Regions from separate parts of the Sus scrofa genome. Here region 1 is linked to region 2. A link is a contact called in public HiChIP or PLAC-seq data. All regions are on one chromosome and are shown on one strand. The core of a region is the stretch at or near the end of the contact, and the rest is flanking DNA. Distances in the headings are between cores, read along the strand shown.

Region 1 (4,791 bases), core at 1,058-3,557, 230 kb before region 2:
ATGTGGCTTGGATCCTGCGTGGCTGTAGTGTAGGCCGGGGGCTACAGCTCCCATCAGACCCCTAGCCTGGGAAATTTCATATGCCAAGGGTGTGGCCCTGAAAAGACAAAAGACCAAAAAAAAAAAAATAGGGGAGTTCTTGCTTTAATGCTGTGGGTTAAAAATCTGGCTGCAGTGGCTCAGGTTGCTGCAAAGGTGCAGGTTGGATCCCCTGCCCAGCACAGTGAGCTAAAGGATTTGGGGTTGCTGTGCAATAGGTTGCAGCTGTGGCTTGGACTCTGTCCCTGCCCAGGAACTTCCATATGCTGCGGATAAGGCCATTAAAAAAAAAAAAAAAAAAAAAAAAGGAGTTCCCTTGTGGCTCAGTGGGTAAGAATTCAGCCTTGTCCTGCTCTGGCTCAGGTTGTTGCTGTGGCTTGGCTTTGATCCCTGGTCCAGGAACTTCCACATACAGCGGGTGCAGCCAAAGCAACAGCCACAACAATACGTGTGGAACTGCAGGGTTGCTAAGACTCACTTTTACTCCATCCTTTTTGGGGGACAAGCCCTTCAGAGAGCATGCTCTGGGTGTGGAGCCATCAGGAAAGCCCCCACCCTTGGGCCCTTGCAATGGGAGCTGCTCTGCCTCCTGGGGTCTCCACAGTGGGACCTCCTTCTTTCCCCTGTCCCCCCACCCCTCCACTCCTTGTACCCTGCAGTGGGCTGGGGGCCAGGCCAGGGCTGGGTCTTAGAGGATGAACTGGGCCAATTGGGTTTCTCCCTCTCAGGAATTTTAAGTAGGAAATACGAAAGTCACGCGGCAGCCAGCAGAAGCAGCTGTAGCTAGGTCACAAGCCACAGTAAAACCAGCGGAGCCATGAGAGACCCCATGAAAGCGGCAATCAGGAGGGAGCTGAACTTATGAGAAAGCAGACACTTTGAAGTGAAGAGAAGCTGAAGGGTAGAGGGTGAGGAGGTCACCTGATGGAAAGATGAGAACAGGGGGCCAGGGATGCACATGGTGGAAAGAGCTGGGGATCCTGACCTTCCGGTGGCCCTGCTTCTAGCCCCTTCTTTCCCCGATGGGTTCAGCTTTGCCTGGGCTTCCGTGGGAACATCTGCACATAAATCTCCTGTTATTTGAGATGCTGAGTGAGTCCCCACGCTTGGCAACAAGAAGAACAGAATTAAAATGCTCTTAAAAAATTAATAGACTTTATTTTTTTGAGCAGTTTTAGGGAGTTTGGGTCGTGGTACAGCAGAAAGGAATCCGACTGGTATCCATGAGCACGCAGGTTCGATCCCTGGGCTTGCTCAGTGGGTCAGCAATCCAGCGCTGCCATGAGCTGTGGTGTAGTTGACAAGACACAGCTCGGATCCCCCCTTGCTGTGGCTGTGGTGTAGGCCGGCAGCCGTAGTTCTGATTCAACCCCTAGCCTGGGAGCTTCCATATTCTGCACCTGCAGCCCTAAAAAGCAAAAAAAAAAAAAAAAAAAAAAAAACACCAAAAAAAAGCAAAACCTTGTAAGATTTAAAAAAGAAAAAACAAACATAGAAAAATTTATTCTGGAAGTTGGAGTGTGAGAAGGAGACATTTGGGATTGAGAGGACCAGGAATGTGGCTATTTTGAAATTAAGATGCTCGAAAGTGTCAAATGAAAGGAAGAGAGGCATTAAAGTGATTGCCCCAGACACGTCCATCTCCAAAGCTGGAGACGAGGGCGAATGTCGCTGTTTCTTCTGGGTTACGAGTTACCCGCCTGTTTCTTCCGTATATGACTTGGGTAGAAAAAAAATGAATTTTGGTAGCAAATAGGACCTCCCACGTCAATGTTATAGGATTAAATTCTGAGTCTCCCAAATAACATGTTAGAATCTAAAATATATTTTCTTTGGACTCCTCCTTCCCAGGGCCCCTTTGTGATCCATGCTAGCCTTCTTTGTTCACCATTTAGACAAAATAGGGCTTGTGGATAGTTTTCCACTCCCCGTTATTATGGCCTTATTCTCCCTAGAAAACTACACCTTTCCTTCAGGGTAAACCTAAGTAATTTACCAAGAGATGCAGAGGAAATGTTTATCTTGAAATTCGGCTTTCCCCAGGGTGGAATTTGCTGGCTCCTGGGCTGGCTCGGTTAACAGTGGACAGCTGTTTATCACAGGAAGTGTGGAACAGTGCGTCGCAGGGAGCCGGCTGGCAGACAAAGGAGGAGGACGCCTAATGATCAAACTTGGAATTGGGCCAAGACAATGGAACTCAGCCTCCCCTCCCCTCCATTCTTTCACAAAGCCCCAGGAGACTTCTCGATCACCACACGTGGTCCGAAGTCACATTCGGGTTTCCATCTCATCCGAAAGGCATGTTCGTGCCCTGGGACCGCACGCTGGGGCACGGGCTGGGTACCGTGGGACTCAGAGAAGAGCGGGCTTCGCTGGATGCCACAGGGCGCAACAGAGCAGGGCTTCCCTGACACCAAGCTCTGAGTGTGTTGGTAAATAGACCCACTTCTACGCTGGTGGAGAGGAAATTCATCCAATCTGGAGTTGAATGGCGCACCTTAATTGCTGTCTACAATTAGTCATGTCCAGACAAAGGAAAAATGTTTCTGGTTTTGATCCTTTTGCGGGGCGGGGGGAGGCTGTTTCGCTTTTGCATGTGTTTGCATACGTGACATCTGCCTCCTGCATTTTGCAACACGCCCCCAGGAATCACCCACAGCTCCATTCCAGTTCAGTGGGGGGACTTTCAAAGGCCACCACGGGTTACTTTCTTGGCCTGCGGAAGAAGGCTGGAGAGGGAACAATAGGGATTTACAGCAAATGATAAAGTAGAAACCCACTGTGCATGTGGAAGGTGAGTACCTGCAGAAAGAGGAACTGCTGGGGAAAGGGAGTAAATAGCCACGTGGCTGGACAGCAAAAGTGCAATGGGGGGGTTAGCTGAAGTTCATTATCGGCTGGTATTTGCACCACATAAACTTGGAAGGCAATTTCAAAGCAAATGCTTAGAAACAAGCTCCAGTCTGTTACCAGGCTTGATAAAGTACCAGAGTTTTGCTTAAGGCATTTTAGGGGAAAATAACTTACTTGTTCTAAAGCTTGAGTACTTCTGGTGAATTATGAAGGCTAGTTACTGGCCATATGTTCAAAGAATTTGAATTCTTTTTTTTAATTATAAAAATGATACATGATTGATATGAAAAGATAAAAATTAAATAGAACAGAATTGAATGAAGTCAAAAGTCAGTCTGCTGTTCCCTCCTCACTCGCTGTTTCAGGCCCAGTGGACTTACTGTAAACACTTTGCTGGTGAAAATGTCTCTAGATGTATTGAAGCCCAGACAAATTTGTCCTTTTAGGAGTTCCCGTGTGGCACAGCAGAAATGAATCGGACTGGGAACCATGAGGTTTCGGGTTCCATCTCTGGCCTCGCTCAGTGGGTTAGGGATCCGGCGTTGCCCTGAGCTGTGCAGATGCGGCTCAGATCCTGGGTTGCTGTGGCTGTGGTGTAGGCTGGCAGCTACAGCTCTGAGTGGACCCCTAGCCATGGGTGTGGCCCTAAAAAGACAAAAAACCAAACCCAAACCAAAACAAAACAAATCTGTCCTTATAAAAATACAAATAGGGATGTGCCCGGGTGCTGTAGTGAGTTAAGGACTTGTGGCTCAGGTTGCTGGGGTGGAGTGGATTCAATACTTGGGAATTTTCACCTGCCTCAGGCATGGCCAAACAAAACAAACCAAAACAACAGCAAAACCCCAACCCCAACCCCCCCCCTCCCCGCCAAACAAAACCAAACCCAAATAGAATTATACTTCATGTAATTGATCTGTGACTGGCTTTTTTCGTTTAACTCTGAATGCTGGCTCTCTTCATCAATTCAGATTTACCTCATTCTTTTTGAAAATTGTAAGGCATTCCATTGCATGTTTGTACCATCGTTTATTTAAATCTTTTTTTTTTGGTCTTTTTGCCATTTCTATGGCAGCTCCTGGGGCAAATGGAGGTTCCCAGGCTAGGGGTCTAATCGGAGCTGTAGCCGCCAGCCTACGCCTCAACCACAGCAGATCCAAGCCAAGTCTTTGACCTACACCACAGCTCATGGCAATGCCAAATCCTCAATCCACTGAGCGAGGCCAGGAATCGAACCCTCGACCTCATGGTTCCTAGTCGGATTCATTAACCACTGAGCCACGACGGGAACTCCTATTTAAATCTTTTTTGTTTCGTGGATGTTTGGCTCTTTATGGGTTTTCACTGTTATACTGTTTTGAGTCTTTTGTATATATTCTTGTACACTTGTGCAATATTATTTGTAGGGTGGCTTTCTAGAACAGAATCACTGGCTCAAAGAGTATGGGTATATTTAACATTTTCATAAATGGTGCCAAATTGTGTTCTAAAAAATGGAATGATGACATTTTTACCAACACTTCATCAGGGTGCCTGTTTTCCTATATCCTCATCAATACTGAATATATGAAGTTAAAAACAAAAACAAAACCAAAAAACTCCTGGGGGAGGGGGAGGGAGTGGGATGGACTGGGAATCTGGGGTTAATAGATGCAAATTTCGCCTTTGGGACAGATAAGCAATGAGATCCTGCTGTATAGCACTGGGAACTATATTCTGTTTAGCACTAGTCACTTATGATGGAGCAGGATGGAGGATAATGTGGAAAAAAGAATGTATATATGTATGTGTGACTGGGTCACTTTGCTGTATAGCAGAAAATGGACAGAACACTGTAAACCAGCTATAATGAAAAGAATAAAAATCATTAAAAAAAACTTTCTAAGAGGTAATTTAAAT
Region 2 (4,731 bases), core at 404-2,903:
CTTTGAGGGCTGCACCCTCGGCGTATGGAGGTTCCCAGGCTAGGGGTCTAATCTGAGCTGTTGCTGCTGGCCTATGCCAGAGCCACAGCAATGCCAGATCCTTAACCCACAGAGCGAGGCCAGGGATCGAACCCATGGTTCTTAGTCAGATTCGTTTCCGCTGTACCATGACGGAACTCCCGAGACAAGCTTAAAACAGACTTGCACACACCTGAGTAGGAATGCTTAGAGTATCAGCCTTGGTTGTAATAGTAAAAAAACTGGAAGTGACTCAAATATCTATTGGCAGGAAAATGTTGAAGAAGTTGTGGCACATTGAACATAGAGGTAATATGTATCATGTAAAGCGAATGAACTAGGGCCTAGGTGAGTCACACAAGCACAATGCTGAGAAGGCAGAGCAGACTGCAGAGGAAATCAGATGATGGTATCATTTATGTAAAGTGTAAAAACCGTGAAACAGTACCGTATAGAGTTTTAGTTACACGTACACTGCAGGAAAAAGCCGCGTGAAGGACTGCATGGTAACGAGCACCAGTAATTCAAGGCAGTGGTTACTCTGTTCCCTTGTGGCGGGCCTGTCAGTTTTAAGAATCTGGTGTCCATTGTCACTGCTGTGGCTCTGGTTACTGCTGCGATGTGTGTCTGATTCCTGGCCCAGGAACTTCTACATGCCTCAGGCCCCCCTCTCCCCGCCCCCCAAAAAGTGGTTACCTCTGGGGGAGTAAGAAAGACCTGTCTAAAAGGAGAAGCTTCTTCAGGTTTGGTCATGCTTTATTTCTTAAAACATGTTTGGTTCTTGGTTGTGTTATTTTTATACCTGTGTGCCCGTGACATTTTTCGTAATAAATTCTATAAAAGACAACCTTCCAGAGTTTTCATGAGATAGAGACTGAGGTTTCTGTGTTGTTCCTGTTGTAGGCTTAAAAAAAAAAAAAAAAAAAAAAAAGGCACAACCTGAAGTTGAGAGTTAAGTTTATTTGGGGCAAAATTAGGATTTAAGTCCTGGAGACAGCATCTCAGGTAGCCCTGAAAAACCACTGTGGGGAGGTGAGGTGGGAGCTAGGATGTCTTGGAGTTTTTGCAGCAAAGGACAGGGAGCAGGACCAAAAGAGGCCTGGGCTCCCCCACACCATTCCTTTGATGTGCACCTCCGCTACTGGGGCCAGGATCCTGAGTTTTCACAGCCCTCTGGGCGCCCCGGCTCACCCTTGGAGGTGGCTGTGTTTCGCAGATGACTGAAATACTGCCCAGAGAGGCAGGGGAATTATTAAGATGAGAGGAGGTGCGTGCAGCCAGGCACACTGTTGGCAAAGTTTCTTGCTGGTCTCATGAAGGTTACAGTTAGGGCGCCTGGGACAGTCAGACAGTTGAGCAGAGCAGTGAGATCTCAAGCAGGATTTATTGACTAGCAGAGTGGCCGGGAGCCCTGGGCAGGAGATTCACAGAGTCTCCTCCGCCCTGCCACTGGGAGAGCATCAGGCTGGGGTCATGTGCTGCGTTCTGTAGGTCCAGGGTGGCAGTCGAGATCATGGCATAAAAATTGAGCTTTGTTTGTCCTTGGAAAGTCAGCCGCTTCCTGGTCTTGGTTGCTTCGCCTGTGGAGGTGCGATTCAGTGGAGACGGCAGGTCCGGGTCCACTGGGTCAGTGAGTCATGCGGGGTTATTCTTTCTTAGGCCTTCCTTTAATTTCCACCTGAGTTACTACCAGTCACAAGGAGCAGACGTCACCATGAAGGATTTTCGTGTTTTTCTAGAGATGAGGAGATGCAGGAATCGGGCCCCTGAAAATAGCTCGCTCTTTGAGGAGCTGCCCTCTGGTTTCCTGGAGCACGGGGTGCCTCGCTCCGCTCCGGGTCTCCACGCCCAGCTCTGCTCAGGGGCCGCCGTGTGGAGGCTGATGGCGCGTGCCCATCTCCACGCCACACTGGACGGAGCAAGTGGGGTATGGGTTTACCAGGGTTTTCAGCCCCCTTCTCTGTGTGAAGCAGGCATTCATAGTAGCTTTTTCTTGCCACCCTCAGGACTTTTTGAGAAGACAGATATTTTTAAGGAAAACAATATCCAGAGAGACTGAATAAAGTAGAAGAAATGTTACTAGGATTATATGATTACTAAGTGGCAATTTTCATGGCTAGTGGCTTTTTTTGTAAGCACCTAACCTCTTTTCCTTTCTGAAGGACGGAGAGATTGGCAGAGGATTTGTCCTTCCGTGGGCTGTTAGCTCTGCCAACCCTGGGACTTTCTTCTCTCCTGAATCCTCAGTATCTTTTCCAGAACAGTGGTCTGAGACCTGGTAGAAGCTCATTGAAAACTGGTTACATGATTTGAGGAGATTGTACTGTGTAAAATTAATTCAAAAAAATTTTCACTCCCATAGCTATTATAACTGTAACTGCTATAATATTCTGGGATTTTGGAAGATTTAAAATCTCAGTGGCAAAGTTTGAACGAGCTCATTATTCGATGTGGAAGCACACGGGGCTGTGTTCCGTCGTGGTCTTTAGCTTCAGCCGGGGGAAGGAAGGGCCACAGCTGACTCAGAGCTGTTTTTCTCCATGCGAACGTCGCTGCGTGTTAACACGGAGGCAGGAATTGAGAGTAGAACATTTTTCTAAGGTTCCCTGGCACTAAAGCTTTTTCAGCAGAGTGGACGCATCAATTCAAAAGGAAGTTAATCTTTTTGTGGTAATGGAATATTCCCCATCTTGATTGTGGTTGTGGTTACACAACGCATTTGTCAAACACAGTTTTACTGTGTGTAAATTATATCCTCAGTAAAGCAGATTTAGGGGGAAAAGAACCCAAACAGATGAACCAAAACTAAAACAATAAAACAAAACCCCCAAATTAAAACGTTTCTGAAAAAGGATAGAGGATGAAGGATTTTAAGGAGAAAAGGTTTTTCTTCAAATGATATTAACATTTATATAAGTTGTATTAGTGCTTGAATGTGATGGGATATATGCTTGTCAGAAATTATCTGTTTTAAAATGAACTGTGGCCCTGGTCATGTGCTCTTTGATTTTCTTCCTTTCTTTTTTTTAAAAGCAGCATTTCCTCAGCCCAGCTCATACTTGACTGAATACACCGATCGATTATCTGGGGATTAACTAAGCCTTCTCATTTCCTGCTCTCCATTTCTCCTCCAGCAGGCCAGCAGGCCTTTGTTGTCTGGCTTGTGGACTGAGATAAGCTATCAGGGCATGTTTGTAGTAGGAAAATGGTTGTAGATGGAACAGTTATAAATAGACTAACCGGTATTAAAGGTTACAGTCTTTCTTTCGGTTTAAGACAAAAAGGAGAGAAGAATAAATAAGATGCTCAAGACAAGACAGCCTGGGTCACATAAGGTAAAATAGCAACATGTAAATCTTTAGGATTCCTACTGATTTCCCTCTTTTAAACCAAATTATCTGAATTCTTTTATTGGTAAGTTGAACATGTTTGCTAGCCGTAGTTGGATTCTTATTATTAATGTAGGCTGACTTTATTTAAATTTAAATAATTTTTGAATCTCTATTGTTAGTGTTCCTTAAAAGTCAAATACTTAATTCTAAAAATCTTGGTGCCACTAAAAGGCATTTTTATTTTATGGTGTTACCAGCTCTACATTTTGCAGTTTAATCCGGAGAACAATGGTATAGAAGGATTATTAGCTAGAAGGAGAGGAAATGCTGGATTCACAGGAAATGGGTGTGTTCCATCTCTGTGTAAGATGAATGATGGTTGAGGACAGTATTGTAAGCTAAAAGTCTTGTTTCTTTCCCTTAAAAGTTCATGTTGTTTGGGTTTTCTTCGGAGGCATCGCCGTTTCTGAACTGGCCATGATGTTGCCTGGCATGGCGGATTGCTAAATAAAAGTTGCCCAGGTTACTACCGATTTTCTGCTTGCGTGCTTTCAGCTTTATATAGGTCACCGTTGTTTTGAAGTGTGCCTCTTTAGCATAGACCTATTTATAATCTGGTTTGGATCAATTTTAAATATTTCTCAATATCACGAGCTCACACTTTAGAAGGAAAACTCTTACATTGAAACAAGAATCTTCTTACCTAGATTTTCTTCTCTTTTTAACAGGAATTTCACTTCCTGCCCACTCTGGGACTATCTGATGGCATACATAAAAATAAAATCTTCTATTTTACCTAGTATCTCACTTCTAAATGCATGTTTGCCCTAACATCTCCCGCCATGGCTCCGTTGGGGGAGCCTGTGGAAACTGCTTCAGCCACCAGGGAGAGGAGGGCATCCGGGACTCCATGAGCTTGTTCATGCCTTCTGAGGAGCAGCTGTTCTCAGTGTGGTCCATGCGTCTGTGGGGTCAAGCTCGTTCATGATTGTACCAAGGCATCCTCTGCCTTTTTCACTCTCATTCTCTCATGAGTGTGCAGTGGAGCTTTACAAAGGCTAAATGATGTGTGCTGAATAAAAGGTTGAATAAAAGATCAGATATAAGAATCTGTTTTCTTAAGCCAAACATAAGAGAGATTTATAAAAACATAAGTATTACTTGCTTCCTAAATTGTTCGTTTTAAAAGTATAGTTACTTGGAATTATTTACATTGGCATGTAATGGGGTTATTATCATTAAATGAGTTTGTAAAAATGTCTAAAATTTTTCCTTATTTCTTTTCTAATATAATACATATTCATAGGCTATAACCCATATAAACAAAAGCTCTCTGAATTCCTCAATAATTGTGGTGAAAATATGGATTCCTGAGTTTGAG

The links. HiChIP or PLAC-seq counts read pairs in DNA pulled down with a chosen protein or histone mark.
Region 1: a contact with region 2 is called in an H3K27ac HiChIP or PLAC-seq map of skeletal muscle. The contact joins two enhancer-like sites. A contact is called at or near these places in 1 of 5 promoter capture datasets (liver), 17 of 47 Hi-C or Micro-C datasets (embryonic fibroblasts, fetal heart ventricle, fetal liver and 9 more) and 2 of 2 datasets of contacts at active chromatin or transcription factors (alveolar macrophages and skeletal muscle).

Annotation. Positions count from the first base shown.
Region 1 is chr6:69,362,432-69,367,222 of Sscrofa11.1, reverse strand. No RefSeq gene overlaps it. Among named protein-coding and RNA genes, the nearest start is that of ENO1, 37 kb to the left of the region's middle. Within about 2 kb of position 2,307, at least 20 of the 83 cell types and tissues checked have an H3K27ac peak or open chromatin away from gene starts, as enhancers often do. A contact at or near this core is called in retroperitoneal adipose tissue and skeletal muscle, where this site is marked.
Region 2 is chr6:69,133,038-69,137,768 of Sscrofa11.1, reverse strand. The region is part of intron 4 of RERE (arginine-glutamic acid dipeptide repeats protein); the gene reads left to right. Among named protein-coding and RNA genes, the nearest start is that of RERE, 120 kb to the left of the region's middle. Within about 2 kb of position 1,653, at least 18 of the 83 cell types and tissues checked have an H3K27ac peak or open chromatin away from gene starts, as enhancers often do. A contact at or near this core is called in retroperitoneal adipose tissue and skeletal muscle, where this site is marked.